Linked DNA regions of Mus musculus: region 2 is linked to region 1. A link is a contact called in public HiChIP or PLAC-seq data. All regions are on one chromosome and are shown on one strand. Each heading gives the region's core, a stretch centred on a gene start, on an enhancer-like site or on the middle of the called end of the contact. The rest is flanking DNA. Distances are from core to core; before and after follow the strand shown.

Region 1 (5,252 bases), core at 1,071-3,570:
AGACGTGGTTGGTTATGTGAGATTTTTATTAGTTTTAGAACAAAGAAAGACAATTATCAAATGTGTTGCTGAGGACCACAGGTTCCAACAAAGTAGGGGTGGGGTGGGGTGAATTGTTACAGGTATTATGCTGTTTGACTTCTTAGTTCTTGTGCTGGAAGCTAGTGGTTTGCCAAGAATGCATTTTAAAGTCTTTGATAGTCACAGGGATGTAGGTCAGACAGACATTGGGGAGGGCAATGAATACCTTTTAAAGGGACAAGAAATAACCCAAGGCAATTTGGCTCTGTTCTGCAGCATTTTACCTTTCATAGTCACAAAGTTTTGGCATTTGACCTTGTAGAATTTTTAACACAGGTTAAGTTCCCCCAACTTCATATGCTGTCTAACGTGTCTAATGTGATAGCTCTTCAGTATGTCACTGTCTTATACTAATAATAGGATTGTAAATTAGGATTGATTTTCTTTCTTTCTTCCTTTCTTTTCTGGAGCAGAATCCAGTATCATGTAAAGCCTTAGAGGTTATGGAGCCAGAAATTGTATTTATAGTCCATTCTAAGAAAGTAGTCATGGGGCCACTAAAGCAGATAGTTCCAAACCTGTGGTCACTAAATGAAACAAGAAGATATAAATGTGGGGAGAGAAGTCCTGACAGTGGTAGGAGATAGGAGTCAAGGTGAAGAGTACCTGGTATGTAATGTATGAAACTGTCAAAGAACAAGTCAATAAGAGTGTCATGAATGTAAGTAATATTTTACACATAGGGGAACCTATCTTTATTTTCCACCGCAAAGAGATCAGGGCAGGATGTGGTAGTAGACACCTATAATTCCAGCATTTAGGAGACTGAAGCAGGAGAATTGTGAATTCGAGGCTGACCTGGGCTACATTGTGAGCTTTAGGGTCAGCCTTGATTACACGGTAAGACTCTGCCTCAAAAGTTAGAAACTATGATGTGCATGAATCTACAGTGTGGCTGGGGATATAACTCCGTGGAAGAGGACTTGCCCAACATACTGGACTGAGGGGGTCACACAGCAAAAGTAAAATGAAGTCAAAGAAAGCTCTTCAGTAAATGTAGAGACATAACATCACCATAAAATAAAATGTTTCACTTTACACATTAAGGAAATTCTCAAACTTGCCTGTTAACAGTGATCTGTTTCTGGGTGGTGTTTTTATGCATAATGGAAAATAGCACATATTTAAAGATACACTACTGTTATGGCAAAAGCAAGAAGCATTTTAAAATTAAAAATGAAATGAAGCTAGAAAGTATATTTATGACCTATGACAGGATCAGTATCTAAAATAGTCTGTGGAGATGGGATGGTGGACTGGACCCAGTGAAATGTAATCAGGGTGGACGAAGAAATGTAGAGCGATGGACTGTGAGTAGGCCAGATTTCTGAGCTCAGAGCAGCTGGAAGTAATGTGTAGCGGCTGTGTTAGTACAGAAGCAGCCCAGGTCCCAGATTGCCTCTAGGTACTTCCTCAGTTCAAGCAGCCAGCTGTTTTCTTCTCACTCATTAATGTCAACCCCCTCGGTCCTCATTGCTAACTGATGTTTAAATCTTAGTTCTCATCATCTTTGGAGTCCTCCCATCTCCTTACTTTTGCATTTTAAAATGTTAACCCCTGTTTCAGGGATGAGATTCAATTGCTGACTCCCGCGGAAGCTTGCCCTTTACAATATAATCACATTGCTCAGATTTAGAACTTTATTTTCAAAATAGGATTTCTCTGTGAGGCCCTGGCTATCCTGGGACTTGCTCTGTAGACCAGACCAGCCTTGAACTCAAATGATCTGCCTGCTTCAACCTACCAAGCGCTGGGATTAAACTCTCCACCTCTTAGCTAGATTTAGAATTTTATGTATTTCATTTGTTGAGAAATTAAAATCAGAATAAGATTTCTTGTGTTATGTGCAGATTTTAAAATAATGCACACACTTATCTTTAAAAAAAAATCCAGTTACCCTACGATGTTCATTTGTAATGAACAACTGACACTTGTAGTTGTTTTAGTTGGGTCGTTGTTGCTGTTGCTGTTGCTTTGGGGGTGCAGGTTCTTCTGTAGCTGGATGAGGATGACACTGAACTTCTCATCTGTCACTGACTCTCAAGGGTTGGGATGACAGGTCTGCAAACCATGGCCATCTTTTGGTACTAGGATCAAACCCAGAACAGTGAGCAGGCGAGACAGTTCTACCTAAACTGAGCCACTTCCCTGACATGACCACAGGATTGCAAAGTAGTGGGTGTCACTTAGCACTATTGCCAGAAAACTTCCCAGAAGCAGTGACTTTCGAATGGGAGGTGGATGTGGTAAACTCTGAGGAAGTAGGCCAAATGATGACCACACTGCAGAGGCTGCAGACACTAAAGGTAGTGGAGTCGGAAGTAAAGGCAGAGTTTGGAAATAAGCATATTTATTAAAGCGATAGTAGGTTTGTGAGTTCTGAGTAGACATACAGAATAGTGATAAAACATGGGTATTGGAGGCAGGTGACTAGTTCAGATTAAAGCGTAAAATCTGTCCGTCCCCCCCCCCCCCTTTGGCTCTTCAAGGGGGTTTCTCAGTGTAACCATCTCTTGCTGTCCTGGACTTACTTTGTAGACCAGGCTAGACTCGAATTCACAGAGATCCACCTGCCTCTGCCTACTGAGTGCTGGGATCAAAGGTTTGCACTACCACACCCAGCTTCTGCTTTCTTATTTAAAAAATGAAGTAAAGGTCGGGGATATAGATCAGCGGAGGATGGAAATGACAAGGAAGTCTCTCTGTGTCTCTTTTAAATCAGCTGAAGGGTTGGATGTGGCTCAGTTTGTACAGTGCTTACCTACTGTATATGAAGCTCTGAGTTTGGACCCCTACCCAGTAGCTCATAAAACAGTTCTATAGTCCCAGTCTTTAGAAAGTGGATCAGAAATTCAAAGTCATTCGTGCCTAAATGGGAAGCCTGACACTGGCTAGAGACACTTTTTTTTTTTTTTTTTTTTTTGGCTGTAGCTAATGTGGAAAGTGTGAGTTGGTTACAAGTAACAACACAAGGTGAAAGAGCTGCGGTTTCACCTAGCCACTTCCTCATTGTAAGCAGGCAGCTGCTAGGCAAGGCCTAACATGCTTGAAGCTCTAGGTTCTACTCCAATCTTCCTCTCCCTCTCCTCCTCCTCCTCCCCCCTCATACACACACACACACACACACACACACACACACACACAGAGAGAGAGAGTAGCCTGTGGGCCTAGCATGCTTGGATATACTTAAACTTAGGTGCCATAAGAGCCTACTGTACATCTCAGCTATATATTGTATCTACCTTATTGCTGCTAGGCTCTGAATTTTGTGCATCAAGTTACTATACTAGATACTGTTGGCAACTTGCAACACATCATTAGGCATCTATGTTTCTAAATAAAACCAAACATGGAAAGGTATAGTAAAAATAATAGACAATAGAACATTTTCTGCGCTTTTCTTTTTTTAACTAGAATCCAATTTTATTCAGATCAGCACTGTCCAACAAAATACTGTCTTAATTTATGATCTGAGTTCTGGAGTGTCAGAATAAATTATGGCATACTTTGAAAGCCACAAGACATTAATTTTATAATAAAAAATGGAAGACTAATACTTTTTCAAAATATGCTGTAGAGGCCTGGAGAGATGGCTCATTGGTTAAGAGTTCTTGCTGCTCTTGCACAGGACCTTGGTTTATTTCCCAGCACCCACACCGTGACTCGAAACCACATGTAACTCCAGTTCCAGGGACTCTGAATCCCTTTTCTGACTGAGCATGTACACAATACACATACATACGTCTAAGCACGCACTCAGGATTTTTGAGACAGGGTTTCTATGTAGCTCTGGCTATCGTGGAACACACTATGTATGTACATCAGGCTGGTCTTGAAGTCAAAGCTCAACCTGTCTCTGCCTCCCCGAGTGCTGAGATTAAACTCACATTCCTCCGTGCCTGGTTCAAAATTTAAAAAAAAATTTTTTTTGTAAAGATAACCATTAAGGATATACTCTTTTCTTTCTTCCTAATCCCAGCACAGGTCATTTTTGTTCTGGGGTTCTGGCTTTTAGGATCCTCCAAATAATTTATAGTCTCTACCCTTGTTTTTGTTTGCACCTTTGTTTTATTGATTTAACTTAAAAATTGTATTTATCTGTATGTAAAAATGTTTTGCTTGCATGTAATCTGTGGTTGGTACCTGTACAGGTCAGAAGATGGATGGCATCAGATCCCTTGGAACTGGAGTTTCAGATGACTTATATGTACTGAGACGTGAACCTGGGCCCTCCAGAAGAGCAGCCAGTGCTCTTAATCTAGAAAAGCAACCTCTCCAACCCTTTTTACTCTTTTTTTAAACATTGTCTATTTTGATTAGTTTTAATTATGTAAATTTGTAGGTCTCTGCATGGGTATGTAAATAAGAGTGCTGATGCATGAGAGGCAGGAAAGGGGTGCTGGGGTTTTAACTGCTCAAGGTCAGCTGCAGGGAGCAGGTGCTGGGATTATGAATTTGAGTCCTCAATAAGAGCCTGGTGTGGTGGTGGGTGGTGCACTCTTTAATCCCAGCCTTCAGGAAACAAAGCCAGGTGGATGGATCTCTGTGAGTTTGAGGCCTGCCTGGACAGAACATGTTCCCTGACAGTCAGGGCTACATAACAAAGAGACTCTGACTCAAAACAAACAAGAGCAGTATGTATGCTCTTAGTGGGCTCTTGTAAATTAAATAATTAATTAATATGTTCCTGTGGCAGGTTCCCTACTCACCTCAATGCTTTATCTTCCAGAATGAAAGACACACACACACACACACATTGGGCCACTGTCTAAACTTCACTACCTCCTGCTGATAATTCCAAGTTACTACTTACTACATTCTGTATTGTATCTTGGCTGCCTTGGACCCCACTGGACTGCGCTCTTGTGGCTCCTTCACGTGGCAGCTATCCTTTGTCCTGCACTCCTCTCAGGCATGGGGAATCTCCTTTCCTCCACATTCTCCCAGCCTGGCAGATCTCCTTCTCCTCCTCCTGGAAGTCCTGCCTCTGTCTGCCCTGCCCAGCCATTGGCTGCTGGCATTTTTATTAACCAATCAGAACCAACTGAGATCAGGGTCCTTTCATGTCTTACATGCAGACATGTACAGGTCCCCAATTTTGGGGGACCCAAATTGACATTAGAATACAAGCAGCAGTAGGCCAACTCCACTACATTTCCCCCTTTTGTCCA
Region 2 (5,092 bases), core at 2,235-4,734, 1.6 Mb before region 1:
GTCCTTTTAGCCCCATTATCTCCTATGCTTGTTGGAGTTTTGTTTAGAGCTGAGGCAGAAACATGCATTCCATAGTATTTACAAAGGTTAATATTAACCAAAACCAAACCAAACCAAACCAAACCAAACCAAACCAAACCAAACCAAACCAAACCAAACCAAGTGTTGTTGAGGATGTGGACAAACTACAACCTTGCATATTATTGGTAATAATGTAAAGAGATACAGAGAATATAGGAGACAATCTGGTACTATCCTGAAAAATTAAAAAGATTACAGGGTTAGAGAAATAGCTCAATGGTTAAGAGCACTGGCTGTTTTTCCAGGGGACCTAGGTCTGATTCTAAGTACCTACCTGTCAGCCCACAAGCATCTGTAACTTCAGTTACAGGAGATCCAGTTCCCTATTATTGCTTCTGTGGGCACTAGACACCCACATGGCACACACAGATAATGCAGCTACACGTAGATATGTACCCATACATGTAAAATGAAATTGAAAAGAATTTAAAAATAGAACCACTATATGACTCAACACTTGCACTTCTTGGTATGGACTCAAAGGCAGGTATTGAAGAAATACTTGGAGATACATATTTGTAGCAGCTTTCATATTTAATTTAACACTTCATCTCTATGAGGTACTTAACAGCAATCAAAATTATAAAGACAGGAAGTAGATAGAATGGTGATTGCCAGGGAGGACGGAGAGGTGGAGGGCGTCAGTTACTTTTCTCATTGCTTGAAAAAATACCTGAGAAAAACAAGGAGGAAGGATTTATTTTGACTCATGACTCCAATCAGTCTGTCTGCCTGTCTGTCGACAGTCTCACTATACAGCTCTGGAACTCACTATGTAGACCCAGCTGGCTTGAACTCATAGAGCTCTTCCTGCCTCTGCCTTTTGAGTGTTGGGATTTAAGATGTACACTACCACACTTGGCCTCTTGGCTCACAGTGTGAGGGTACAGTCCGTCACGGCAGGACAAGCGTGGTGGCAGGAGCTTGAGTCAGGTTGTTCCATTGCATCCACAGCCAGGAAGCAAAGAGAACGATGAAGGCTGTTGCTCAGGTTTTTTTTCTCCTTTCCCGAGCCCATGAAATGGTGCCATCGACATTTAAGGCAAGTCTCCCAACCTCAGTATGCTCAGTCTAAAAACCATCTCAGGCATGCCAAGATGTTTGTCTCCTAGCTGAATTTAGATTCTGACGAGTTGACAATCAGTATTAACCATTACAGGGAATAAGGAGTCATTGTTTAGTGGAGTGTTAGGGTGATAATTGCTGTGATGACCAAAAGCAGCTTGGAGAAGAAAGAGTTAACCTTACTTATAGTTCTATTGTCACTGAAGGAAGTGAAGGCAGAAACTCAAATAGGGCAGGAACTTGGAGGCAGGAGCTGATGCAGAGGCCATGGATGAGTGCTGCTTACTGGTTTGATTTCCATGGCTTGCTCAGTCTGTTTTGTTATCGAACACAGGACCACCAGCCCAGGGTGGCTGGGCCCTCCAATGTCAATCACTAAGAAAATGTCCTACAGGCTTGTTTGCAGCCTGATCTGATGGGGGCATATACTCAGTTGATGTTTCCTCTCAGATGTCTCTAGCTTGTACCAAAACTAGTTATCGTAAGTGGGTACTGAGTTTGAGTTTGGCAAGAAGGACCCTGGAGGTGGATGGTGGTGACAGTTGTACAATGTGGACTCAAGAGCTGAAGAGATGTCTCAGCAGTTAAGAGCACCAACTGCTCTTCCAGGAGACCATAGTTCAGTTCCCAGCACCCATGTCAGGTGGCTCACACCCACCTGCCACTCTAGCTTCAGGGGATCTGACACCCTGGTTTCTGTGAGCACCCGAACACATATTTGCTCACTCCCACACAGACACATACAGCTACACATAACTAAAAATAATAAAAATAAAATTTAAAACAATAACATGGAGTCAATACCTCTGAGTAATACACTAAGAAATAGTTAAGAGTGATTCCTAAGCTAGCACAGGACCTGCAGAATCTACATAAAAGCTGCATGTGGTCTACACACACATGGCTTGCTGGCCACCAGCCTGCTCCAGATTCAAGAGAATTAGGTAGAGTATGATAGAGTGGAACACCTGATGTCCTCTAGCCTCTGCATGGAAACAGCAGAGCACACTTGCACACGTGCACATACACTACACACACACACACACACACACACACACACACACACACACACACACACCGGTTAATTTTAGGCCAGGGTGATGCTATCTGTTTGTAATCTCAGCAGTTAGGAGACAGAAAAAAAAATAGGGTTTCTGTAAGTTTGACGCCAATTTGTACCAGGCCAGCCTCAAAACCAACCAACCACCCACCCACCCACCTAACTAACCAACACCCCGCAAAAATCAAGGGCTGAAGAGATGCCTTGGTAGTTAAGAGCTCTAACCACTCTTCCAGATATCCCTGGTTCAATTTTCAGCACCCACATGAATGCAACATCAGTTCTAGGGATCCAACTTCTTCATCTAGCCTCCCCCGAGCACTATACACACACATGGTGTGCAGTTATATATGCAGGCAATACACCAAAAAAAAACCCCAAAAGAAAATATATTTTATTATTATTATTATTGTTATTGTTATTATTGTTATTATTTGTGTTTCTCTGTGTAACAGCCCTGACTGTCTTGGAACTCACTCTGTAGATCAGGTTGCCTTCAAACTCACAGAGATCTGCCAGCCACTGCCTCCCTAGTCTGCAATTAAAGGCATGCACCATCAAGTCTGGCCTGAAAACAAACATTTATTTTTAAATGTATTCTTTCATACAATACATCCCAATGGCAGCCTGCCCTCTCCCAGATCCATTCTCCATTTCTCTTCAGGAAAGAGCAGGCTTCCCAGTGATACCAGCTGGCTTCTCAGTGATACCAGCTGAACTCAGCATAGCAAGATGCAATAAGACTAGGCACAAACACCCATATCAAGGCTGGACGAAGCAACTCATAGGAGGAAAAGGGTCCCAAGAGCTGGCAAAGAGTCACTGATATCCCTTCTCCCTCTGTTAGGAGCCCTACAAAAAAACCCAAGTTAAATAAACACAGCATGTATGCAGAGGACCTAGCACAGACCTAGTGTAGGCTCTGTGATTGCCACTGCAGTCTCTGTGAGCCCCTATGAGCCCTGCTTAGTTGATTCTGTGGACTGTGTTTTCCTGGAGTCCTCAACCCTTCTGGCTCTTATAATCCTTCCTTCTCCTCTTCTACAGGTTTCCCTGAGCTCCAGCTAATGTTTGAGTGGGTCTCTGCATCTGCTCCCGTAAGCTGCTGGAAGGAGCCTCTCTGATGTCAATTGGGCTAGGCACCAATGTATGAACATCATTAGGAATCATTTCAGTGACTTTTTTCTCCCTTTTCAATTGTGTTTGGTTCTACTCTAGGTATCTGAGCCAAACATTCAGTTTCCAGTTCCTGGAATCCAGGCAATGTTGGGCACGGGCTCCCTCTTGTGGCTTGGGCCTGGTTATACCAGTCTTTGGTTGGCCACTCTCACAAGCTTTGAGCCACGATCTTGCAGGCAGGACGGGTACATACATGCTGTGCATACATGCTGTGTTTATTTATGGGTTGAAGGTTTTATGGCTGGATTGGTGCCTGGGTCCTGCCACTGGAAGCCTGCTAGGTTATCAAAGATGGATGATTCAGGCTTCATATACTCCATTACTAGGAGTCCTTGCTAGGGTCATCTTCATGGGTGAAGGAAGTTTCTGCTGTGTTCCTAGAAATGTTTCAGTATTCTGGTAATCTTTTCCTGTACTCCTTCCTCTGTCCCTCACTTCCTCACCCAATTCCCTCCTGTTTCCGTCCCCACCCACCAAGTCTATCCACAAATTATATTTTTCCTCCCCAGGGAGAACCCTGCATCCCCCTAGCCTTGTTACTTAGACTCTCTGGGTCTGTGGATTGTAGTGTGATTATATTTTATTTAACAGCTAATATCCACTTGTGAATCAAAATCACGTTTGTCTTCCTGGGTCTGGGTCACCTCACTCTGGATGTTTTAGTTCCATCCATTAGCTTAAAATTTTTATAATGTCATTTTTTCTCTAACAGCTGAGTAACACTCCATTGTGTAAGCATACCACGTTTTCTTTATCCATTCTTCTGTTTGAGGGGCATCTAGGTTGTTTCCAGTTTCTGGCTATTAGGAATAAAGCTTCTATAAACATAGCTAAGCAAGTGAGAGTGGGGTAGGATGGGACATCTTTTGTGTATGTGCCTAAGAGAGGTAAATCTGGGTCTTGAGGTAGATTGATTCCCAATTTTTTCTGAGAAACAACCATATTGATTTCCATAGTGGCTGTGACCTACCAGCAATGAAGGAGTGTTCCCCTTGCTCCACATCCTTGATAGCATAAGTTGTCACTTATGTTATTGATCTTGGTCATTCTGACAGGTGTAAGATGAAATCTCAGAGTAGTTTTGACTTGCATTTCTCTGATGGCTATGTACAATGGAACCAAACTGAAGCCATTTTTGAATAGAACTTCCATTTTGAATAGGAGTCAAATACATTTTAAGTTCCAAGACGTCCCTGGATAACAGATATCCTGCTTGGTAGAAAGAGACATTACTGTGGGTAGTTGAAATCACAGTTGGCAAGCTGAAATGAGACTGCAAGGCAAATCATCCTTCCATATCTGTTGTCTTAGTTAGGGTTTTATTGCTGTGAACAGACACCATGACCAATGCAAGTCTTATAAAGGACATCATTAATCCTTTATAATCCTGACTTACAGGATTCAGAGGTTCATCCCAGTATCATAAGGTAAGGAGAATGGCAGTGTCCAGGCAGGCATGTCACAGGAGGATCTGAGAGTTTTACATCTTCATCCAAAAGAAGCCAGGAACAAATTGTGGAGGGTCTCAAAACCCACACCTACAGTGACACATTTCCTCCAACAAGGCCACACCTCCTAATAGTGCCACTCTCTGGGTCAAGCATATTCAAACCAACACAGCTTGATAACCCAGCCAGTGGGAGCAGGATAAGTGTACCACAAAGATATGTTCCAAAGAAGTCACCTATTCTTAAATCATGAGATAAC

What was found. HiChIP or PLAC-seq counts read pairs in DNA pulled down with a chosen protein or histone mark.
Region 2: a CTCF HiChIP or PLAC-seq map of large pre-B cells shows a contact between it and region 1, with 12 times the contacts expected there. The contact joins two enhancer-like sites. A contact is called at or near these places in 1 of 15 datasets of contacts at CTCF or cohesin (large pre-B cells) and 2 of 115 datasets of contacts at active chromatin or transcription factors (the 230-238 cell line and large pre-B cells).

Annotation. Positions count from the first base shown.
Region 1 is chr4:121,194,244-121,199,495 of GRCm38.p6, reverse strand. The region is part of intron 1 of Rlf (rearranged L-myc fusion sequence); the gene reads left to right. Among named protein-coding and RNA genes, the nearest start is that of Rlf, 18 kb to the left of the region's middle. Within about 2 kb of position 2,320, at least 118 of the 459 cell types and tissues checked have an H3K27ac peak or open chromatin away from gene starts, as enhancers often do.
Region 2 is chr4:122,806,718-122,811,809 of GRCm38.p6, reverse strand. No RefSeq gene overlaps it. Among named protein-coding and RNA genes, the nearest start is that of Ppt1, 27 kb to the left of the region's middle. Within about 2 kb of position 3,484, at least 12 of the 459 cell types and tissues checked have an H3K27ac peak or open chromatin away from gene starts, as enhancers often do.